Linked DNA regions of Lactuca sativa: regions 1 and 3 are each linked to region 2. The links are chromatin contacts, called in public Hi-C maps. All regions are on one chromosome and are shown on one strand. The core of a region is the stretch at or near the end of the contact, and the rest is flanking DNA. Distances in the headings are between cores, read along the strand shown.

Region 1 (3,598 bases), core at 549-3,048, 190 kb before region 2:
GTTATATGCCACCATAATGCTATCTCCTGTTGTCAAACAAGAAAAGTTCCTCAATGTTGTCTCCAAGCTGCATCAAAACAAAATTCAAAGATTATTTCAGAAAATGTTATTACAAGGAATGGATTCTATCAAAGGAATTGGATTTGTCAACTTACATTGCTTTTGGGTTAGAGATATCCAAGAAGTCCTTTGTGTGTGGTTGTAATTTTACATATGTACCCTTTGGGAGGGTCACATTTTTTACACGCACAATGTCTCCTTCTTGTAAAAGCAGATTTTCCATCATCTACATGGGAAAATCAATTCTGTTAATGAGCATAAAAACTAAGATGTCAAAAGACATAAATAGCCCTATAAGTCTATTACCCAAGAGTTAGAAAATGAAAAAAAAAAATGCATACCCAATAAGGCATATAAATCATGCCTTCTTCTGCAATGAATTCCAACACCCCACAATGTGAAATCCTCTCCGTAGCAGCATTTCGAAGCTCAAACAACATTGGATAATCAATGTGAAGAGAAGCTGAAATTAAAAAAAAAAAATGCTAATTGTCATCATCGTCTTATATAGATATTAAGTTTTGGGCTATAAATAACTTCCACCATGGTTTTAAGTACAATTTCAAAGAAAATTTAGTATGAGAAAGAGAAACTAACCAAGGCGATCAAGGGCAGAAGGAGGCATTATAACTAAAACAAGAATAAAGAAATGTGAGTGATTGAAAAGGAAACTTAAGGGAGAATACATACATACATACAAACATACTAGAATACAAATAACAAATACTACTCACTTTTATCACCATTTTCTAACTGAGGCTGCAGAAGCAAAAAAGAAATGTAGAATTAGAACAATAGTATAATTCAAACATGTGTGAAACCAGAGTATGAATTATAAATTATAATCATACTTCTTGTGCACTTTGCATATGAATAATAAAATAAAAATGTTGAAGCTTCTTAAACCTTATCAATAAAAGATGCAGGGTAGCATCGATATGTTTGCTCAAAGGATGTTCCATGATAGCCATAACCATCAAAATACTGCAGCTCAAAAGCAATACAATTAGTATAAACATGATATAGAAACTCATCAGCATCAAAAAAAAATGATAACCTATCAAGAAAATATCCACTTACATCTTTATCTACACTAAAAAGGGTTAAATCCAACCAAATATAGTACATATAAAATTAGACGACTTCATTCTTTCTTCAGTGGATATTTATTTCATATCAATTAGCCCTTTTGATCACCAAAAGTGAAGTGTAGATTTTTTCAAGGTTAATAGTTTTGTATAGAAGGCTAGAGATTAGAAGTGGCATATAAAATTAAAGAACATGATCACAGGATACATACCATATTTACTCTTCTTACTTGACAACAAGAAATCGAATATTCAGCAACCTGATTAAAGAACAGAATCTACGATCAGAGAGCATATAGAAAATCACACAGATAACTAAATACACTACAAACGTACGAATTTATATGTTTATTTAATCATATGAAAAGAGATTTCTTTATATAATCGAATATACAGCTACCATCCCAGCATTTATCCACAATTGAAAATTAAATACACCTAAATAATGATGATAAAACAAAACCCGAGATTAAGAATCAGAAAACCATGAAATTCAGGAAATAATCTTACCAGATGAAGAACGACGGATTTGGAACCTGTTGCAAAGACTTGGAGAACAAAAAACCCTTCGAAAGAATTTAATCTTAGAATTCGGATTGATATAGATTTTGGAAAAAGAGGAGATTACGCTACCATGCGCCTGGTGCGTAGTGTGCACGCTAGTTGCATCCGGGCTGAGCAAAATGAAAAGCTTTATATAAACACATGTTTTAGGCCCAATTCATTAATAAATAGGTTCTGGGATAATTGCATCTGGGCTTCATTTTGGGTTAAATCAACATGTGTTGTAGAAAAGGTCCATGGCCGAAAAGACACATGATATGTTAAGCATCAAAATGAACCAAATATACATTCGATAAGATAAGAAATGTATAGAAATGTATAAATTTCCATTTTACTATGAATCAACTATAATCGACCGATAGGGAATCACCTTCTTATACGATAAACTTTTCTAAAATCTCCCCATAAAATATATATCTTATATAATTTAAAAGAAATTTTAGCTAAGTTGTCGCAAATATAAGATATCTATCTCACATAGAGTGTCTAATTGAGATTGATTTTGGAATAATCACATTTGGGATGTCAAGCACTTTATGATGTGTTGTTCAATTATAGGAGAGTGTCTAATTGAGATTGATTTTGGAATAATCACATTTGGGATGTCAAGCACTTTATGATGTGTTGTTCAATTATAGGTGGATATTCGGTTGGTTACAGTTACGGTTTACCTTCATATGATACATCATCATTAGTGTTCTTCATTGTGAAGCAATAGGTGTATATAAACTCATCGGAATCGAACAACATTGATATGATTTTAATAGATCATGATGTAGCAATATGAAATATATATGATTCCTTGCTTTTGTTTGTATGAGTATAATTTTTTCATTCGTTTGTTTGTATGATAATATAGGGTAAATTATATATTTGTTATTTATATATATAGATTAATAGAGAGTTCCTCTAGGAACAGTAATTGTTTCCTATTGAACATTTTTTTTAATAGTAAAGTTTTCTTCTAAAAAACTTTAGCAACAATTGTTTGAGATGTTAACATTTTTGGTCTTTTATTCTTTAATGTTACATCATTTTGCTACAATAATTTCTACAACTTGGCAATTTTGGTCCATACTATAATAATAATTACAATAAGCCATAATATTTTCTACAACTTGGTAGTTTTGGTCACTTCTTTAATATTAATTTTTGCTTTTCAACATCTAACCACCGTAGTCTCTATATTTTGACAACTTTCGTCCATTTTCTACAACTTGACACTTTTGGTCCATTTTCTAATATTAATTACAGTAAGCCATAATATTTTCTACAGCTTGGCAGTTTTGGTCCCTTCTCTAATATTAATTTTCTTTTTTCAACATCTAACCACCATAGTTTCTATATTTTATCAACTTTCGTCCCTATGTATATTCCAAAAAATTGTCTCATAAACAAACACGAACTGTGAAATCTGAAACAACCAAGAAAATAATAAAAAAAACTTCTCGACTCCTAGCAACGCAAGGACATACCCTCTAGTTATTATAAATAGTCTTATGAAGAAGTTTGATTATTTGTTGAAGGAAGGGGATGTATATATATTTTCAAAAAAAATTGGTGATAATGTTGCTTGTTTAAAAATTGTAAGTGACAACTATAAAGTAGTGTAAAAGCATTAGGAAGATTTAAATTGTTTGGGTGTTTGTTGACATTGAGTGTGTTTGATTTCTAAACAATGTAGGGAGCTTATTTATTGTTAATATTTGATTAGTAGAATATTTATTTAGCGGTTATAAAATTTTAGATATTTGTGCAACAATTATCGTATATTGAAAACTGTTAGTATGTAGTAATTGTTGAAAAATTTAGGGTTCACTTTGTAAAGATCTAGATCAGAAAAGTTCAAGCCCGTCGACATTGAAAATAAGTGAACTGGAACCAAT
Region 2 (3,250 bases), core at 338-2,837:
AACAAGCATCAATAAAATGGTGTTTAAAAATTTATTTTAAAAAATCACAGCACAAAAATTATTAGTTAAGTCGCTAAACCAATAAAATATGAATGCTTATATTTTAACTTTTAACCAGTTTAAAAAAATGTTAGAATACATACAAGTATACCTTACTTTCATCAATTTAGCCACTAGATTAGTATTTTTATGATAAAAGTTCATGGCTAAATCGATAAAATATTAGAATTACTAGGTAAATCAATAAAATATAGCAATTCAACTCTTCCAAATTGATAAGGGCATAAATATCAAGAAAGATTATTGATACAATTCAACTACAACTATTAACACATAGAAACATGAAATCAATTGATAAGAAAGGTACCAATACCTTAAGGTATTTGAGCTTGATGCTACCATAAACTACTCCAACAGAGAAGGCTGACACACGTGCCACCTGTAATATCAAGATCCAAATTAATCATAATCCCATGACTCAAAGAAATAAAAAACAGATAAAGCCAACAAAAAGAAAAGCATTTATATCACATATAAACAAAAATCCAAAATCATAATATTCCTTTGCAAAATGTGTAACGATATTCATTGCAAGCAAACCATTATTCTTTTTAAAGTGAAATGCACATTTATGTAACAACGAATAACCATTTTCCCATTTTATGCAACAAAAGTGGTTTTTAATATAAAATATGAAATTATACATGTCGTTTCATTGTAGAACCAAAATATGTTACCAATTACTAGTATAACCGGTTGAAACATGGCTAAATAATTAGTTTAAGTTGAATAAATTGGTAAAACAAAACGATCATTGTTGCATAATTTAATAAAAAAGTGAAACATTGTTGCATAAATAAGCATTTGAGGAATGAAATGTTGGTGCATAAAATGGGAAAGCATTCTAGCAATAGTAGTTACAGAAATGCAAAAAAGAACAATGCTTTCAGAAAAGAAAAAGAAAATGATTTTAGATTTCTTATACAGAATATCAAAGTTACCATGTGAATTTACATTTCCACAGTCTATACAAACTCCACAATTATCATAAGATGGAATTTGCGTTTATCATTTTCGAAAGGACAAATGGACAATGTTTTATATGCAACAGAACGTCGATTTTAATGTTTCAAATGCTAATAGCTCTTTGAAAATACAATCACTGCAAATCTAAGAAAGAAAGAAACAAACAAGCAAAGCCTACGTCACATCAAATCAAAATTGAATCAATACATGAAACGCTAAACTCGTGATAATCAATTGAAAGACAGATCACACAAATAATAACATTTATTTTCATGTCGAATAAACTGAAGGTAGAGGAAAGCAATTAAATCAAACATTTTGCACGAAATCGACGCAAAAAAAAACACATAAGTATACAGTCCCGGAGTTTAAATCGATGAGCGGAAATTGTGAAGATTTTTACCAAAGCGAAGGTGCTGGTACCGGAGTAAAGGCCGGGCGGTGGCGCCATCGGGAAAATGTGCAGAATCGTTGATCGGGAAATTGAAGAGTAAATGAAGAGATCAGTCGCAGGTCATAAGCCCTAGAAGAATTCGCAGCATCAGATGTTTTGTTTTGTGGGTTTACGGTAGAGTAAACTACTAATGGTCTAAGGTAATTTGTGCGTTTGGTTCCTAACTTATTTTTTTAATTCGAAAGGTCCCTACTAACTCGAAAGGTCCCTATTGTTTGTTTTTATTACGCGCTTGATCCCTGTCTTACATAAAAAGTCTATTTCTCCCTTTATTTTTTAATTTATTTAAATAAACACACCTTAATCTCACCCTTCTCACCTTACCTTACGTACCCTATCAGTTTTCCATATTTAAATAATAGTCTTTTTAGGTATGACATGGACCAAACGCATAACAAAAACAAACAATATGGACCAAACACATAATAAAAATAATCAGTAGGGACCTTCAGAGTTAAAAAAAATAAGTTAGGGACCAAACGCACAAATTACCCCAAATCATAGGGACCATTCGTGTAATTTACTCTTTACGGTATAATTTGTAATCAGGTGTGGTCATGTCTACCATAGCTAGACCTAGTCGGGGTATGCAACATTCGTGGTGGTTCGAGCTATTAAATCGAAAAACTAAACCGGACCGAATGAAAGATAGATTAAAGCCAAAAACATGTAAATCGTCCATATAGATTTATTAGATGGAGTTTATTGTTTAGATATATGAGGCTGATGGGTGTGGTGAAGGCGGTCCCGATATTTTAGAAATTATGTGCGAATTAATAAAAAATAGACCCTAAAATTTGAAATATCTCAAAATTTAAGCAAAAAAATATACATTTTAATTTTTTGTTGTAAATACATAAAATAAAACTTCATTCAAAATAATACACAAAAAAGAAATTGGTTTCTACTTGAAAACTATCATCATCCTAATATTTGTTGGAATAAATTTCTCAATAACATCTTCATATGTAACTTTGTCCAACATGTTATGCTCAATCATCATCAAAGCCAATCCATTAAGTCGTTCTTGAGTTATTGTAGATCGTAAATAGGACTTCAAAATCTTCAATTTTGAAAAACTTCGTTCTGCAGATGCAATAGTAACAGGAATAGTCAATATAATTTTATATGCAATAGATGTAATAGTAAAACAATCAACACGTTTTAAAAAGTTTAAAATGTCAATTGTTGTCATTTTTTCTTTGGGCAAGAGATGTAGAAATAATTTTAACTCAACATACAAGTCATTTTCATCAGTATCCAATTGCTCATCTTTCTTGAATGAAGTTTTAAAAGACTTACAACAAGATTTTAAGGTTATATCATCTAATGAATGTAGTTTTTCTAAATTAAACAAAGAACCAAATATTTTATCATATTGTTGATATTGTTCAAAACCTGTAGTTAAACCAGTAATTGCTTGATCAACAATATAAATAAAATATTTAACCCTAAATTTCTCTTGCGCGGATTGTGAAACACTACAAGAAGTATGAGATGAAATTTCATCAAAATGTTTTTTAATTTTAGGTTCATGTTTTTTAGAAAATATTGGATCGTTGCCCATTTTCAAGGCAATATCTTTTGCAGTTTCTAAAGCATTTAAAAAACCATTTTCTCTATATTCTTTAAAAAACGAAATCAGCCCCTTTATTTTTTTTTCCATAGCAACATCAATAAGCATATCTTTTTATTGCAATTGTTTGCTAACTAAATTAACAGTATTTAACATTTCATACCAAATTACTAAAGCCAATATAAACTCAAAGT
Region 3 (3,154 bases), core at 241-2,740, 160 kb before region 2:
GTCCACCGCCTATGTCGATGACTTTCATGGATGCACCAAAGCGGACTAATTCACTGTAAATTTGCGCCGCCTCACCAACGCCATCGGCCAGTAAGTCGGTGGAAGGGATCTGAGATCCGATGTGGAAATGGAGCAATTGTAGGCAGTCTAACATACCACATTTTTCAAGCTTCTTCACAACACGGAGAATTTGCGTCGTTGTAAGTCCAAACTTACCTTTTTCGCCGGAAGTCGATCCAAAATGGCCTGAATGCTTCGTACGGAGCTTAGCACGGACTCCTACAACGGGAAGAACGCCAAGTTTTCGGCTCATATCAATAACTGAATCCAGCTCCTCTTCTTGCTCGAGAACAATCACAGTATTCAACGAAAGCTTTCGAGCGATCAAAGCAAGTGAGATGTATTCTGCATCTTTGAAACCGTTGCAAATCAGGAGAGATTCAGAACTTCCTTTGCAGAGACAGCTCATGGCTAGAAGAAGCTCTGGTTTGGATCCGGCCTCCAATCCGAACCTAAAAGAGGAACCGAATTTCACAATGTCCTCGACGACGAACCGGTCCTGATTGCATTTCACGGGATAAACTCCCTGGTAATGCGAGCCGTATCCCTGCGACTCGATGGCGCAATTGAAAGCCGACTGGATCGACTCCAGGCGGTTCTTGAGAACGTCCGGGAACCGGATGATGAGAGGAAGCGGCAGGTCAAGGCCTCCGGTCGATTTCGGGTCAGACGCCTTCTTCACAACCTTCAAGAGATCAATCTCCTGATGGTCCATGGTTCCGGAACCATGCGGACGGACAGTGACATTGCCGGAGGAGTTAACAGAGAAGTAAGGCGCACCCCATCCATTAACTCTGTAGAGAGCAGCAGAGTGATTCGGTGACCAATGAGCGGCTGCGGATGATAGATCAGGTAGACCGGTGTTTCTCGAATGAGGTACGCCGGAAAAAGGCTCCGGCGCGGGAAAAGAACCATCCCAGGCAATGTAACCGGGAGGAAACGGGGGAGAAGCATCAACGCAACACGCTAGGGTCGGCATCTCTTCCCCGATCTGTTAATCAATGGTTAGAAGGAAAGAATCAAAGAATTCAAAGTATTTAATTTGGCTAAGTTTGTAAAGTTAGGGGGCTTTACAACCCGCCGAGGCCGGAGCCCCGGCTACCCCCTCAAAAGAAGCAGATGAAGAACTGAATCAAAGGAGAAACAAGCCCTAAACTCCTAATCAATACAAAAATCCCCACAACTGCCGCTCAGAAGAAGAAACACACAAATTTATCCAAAAATGAACACTCGAGTAATCAAATCAAACACCGAAACAAATCTAGAAATTAAACACTGATCCCACCATGCAAAATCAGAATCTCAAAACCCAAACCCCGACAAAACAAACGGAGCGGCGTCCGGAAACCTAACGGCGACAATTAAACCTAATGTGCTTACTGTTTACAGAACGATTCACGAATGTGAAATGGGCGAGAATTGCATGAGAGTTGATGGCCCTTTATATAGTAGTTGGGGATTGATATCTCTTTCTCGGACCTAATATTTCAAAATACAGATTTATGTACAATATGTATTGCATGTTGTACAAGCTTTCCCACCGTTTCTACTTTGATTCCAGTACTTATTGGAATGAAAAAGAAAATCATCTCGAAAAGAGAACTCAGGTACACATTTTGCCGCATATAGTACAAGTAGATGACACCAACTCAATCTTATCCTGGATATAACTATTATTGCTCTGGAATTAGGAAAATTTTCACATTAAATTATTTCAAATAAAAGAAAGGTACAACATTTAATGCATGATTTAAAAGTTATATGTATTCTTATTCTGTCTTTAACAGCTATAGCTCTGAAAAAAAAAATACTAATCAGCTTTCCCGGAATTGATGCACAAAGCACAAAGATACAAATAGTATTCGATGTACAATGCCTAATACGTAATGTACAAGTTAGTATTGAAATTTGATTAAATAATATTTTATAGAAAGTCATTTTATTGCTTATTTATCTAAAGACGGGATAATGAGTTTAAAGAATAATATATTTTTTGATTTATACATATTTAATTATTAATTTTTTTTCATTTATATTTACCCTTTCAACTTGTTAAACTGTATACATTTAGTTTTTATGAACGGTTATTTCAGATTAACCGGTAAAAATGACTTAATAGGGTAATATATTTCTCATTTTGTACACATTTAGTCCTTAATATTTTTGTACACATTTAGTCCTTAATATTTTTTTTTTTTGCAAAATAAGTCATTTTTGTTTTTGTACTCATTCAGTACTTATGAATGATTTCTTTAGGTTTTTCTCATAATATCTTACGTGGGATAACCATATGGTGGTGGGATAGGTTGAGGTGGTCGTGCTATATGTTGTAGGTCAAGATACCTGGTGCGGGTCAGCTGTAAGTTGTAGGCTCGAGAAGAGCAGTTGGGTTAAGGCAACATGTCGACAAACCCTGGGTATTTCAGTCTGATTACTTATTGGACTTGTTGCATGTTGGTATTCCAGTCCAATGACTGATTAGGTCAAGGTATTCTAATCTGATGAGTGTGTTGGCATTCCAGTCTGATGACTGATTGGGCCAATGTATACTAATCTGATGAGTGTGGACTCGTTATGCATGATAATATGTTTGTTGGATCGTGTATTTTTGGGGAAAACTCACTAAACTTTGTGCTTACCTAGTTGGTTATGTTAACAGGTTCTATCGTTGATCGTGGGAAGGCGGAGGCATGGTTGTATACACTCATCAACAATATCGAGGATTCTGCGTTTCTTATATTACTCTGATTTTCGATAAATGTATTTTGGAATAAACGTTTTTTCTTAATAATGGATTTATAATTAGGGACTTTTGTTTTATTAAAAAATGAAAATTTTTGTTGTGAAAATGAGATGTTACACATAAACATCAATAGCTCCACACACTTCATCAATGATTGTCCCACGTAAGATGTCGTAAGAAAAACCTAAAAAAATCATTCATAAGTTCTGCACGAGTACAAAAACAAAAATGACTTATTTTGAAACAAAAAAATATCAAGGACTAAATGTGTACAAAAAAAAAAATTAGGACTAAATGTGTACAAAATGATAAATATATTACTATATTAAGTCACTTTTCTCGGCTAACCTG

Evidence for each region. Hi-C and Micro-C count contacts between places; a contact is called where the count stands out from the background.
Region 1: a Hi-C map of leaf shows a contact between it and region 2, with 2.6 times the contacts expected there. The contact joins the promoter of LOC111887742 here to the promoter of LOC111887758 in region 2. A contact is called at or near these places in 2 of 4 Hi-C or Micro-C datasets (leaf and seed).
Region 3: a Hi-C map of leaf shows a contact between it and region 2, with 6 times the contacts expected there. The contact joins the promoter of LOC111887744 here to the promoter of LOC111887758 in region 2. A contact is called at or near these places in 2 of 4 Hi-C or Micro-C datasets (leaf and seed).

Annotation. Positions count from the first base shown.
Region 1 is chr4:111,927,125-111,930,722 of Lsat_Salinas_v11, reverse strand. It overlaps LOC111887742, which reads right to left and starts at 1,798. Exons shown (of 10, transcript XM_023883904.3): 1 at 1,659-1,798; 2 at 1,361-1,408; 3 at 967-1,044; 4 at 795-819; 5 at 658-690; 6 at 402-523; 7 at 156-286; 8 at 1-67. The coding sequence starts at 1,363.
Region 2 is chr4:111,740,555-111,743,804 of Lsat_Salinas_v11, reverse strand. It overlaps LOC111887758, which reads right to left and starts at 1,587. Exons shown (of 3, transcript XM_023883917.3): 1 at 1,430-1,587; 2 at 374-439. The coding sequence starts at 1,477.
Region 3 is chr4:111,904,928-111,908,081 of Lsat_Salinas_v11, reverse strand. It overlaps LOC111887744 (arginine decarboxylase), which reads right to left and starts at 1,490. Exons shown (of 1, transcript XM_023883905.2): 1 at 1-1,490. The coding sequence starts at 1,039.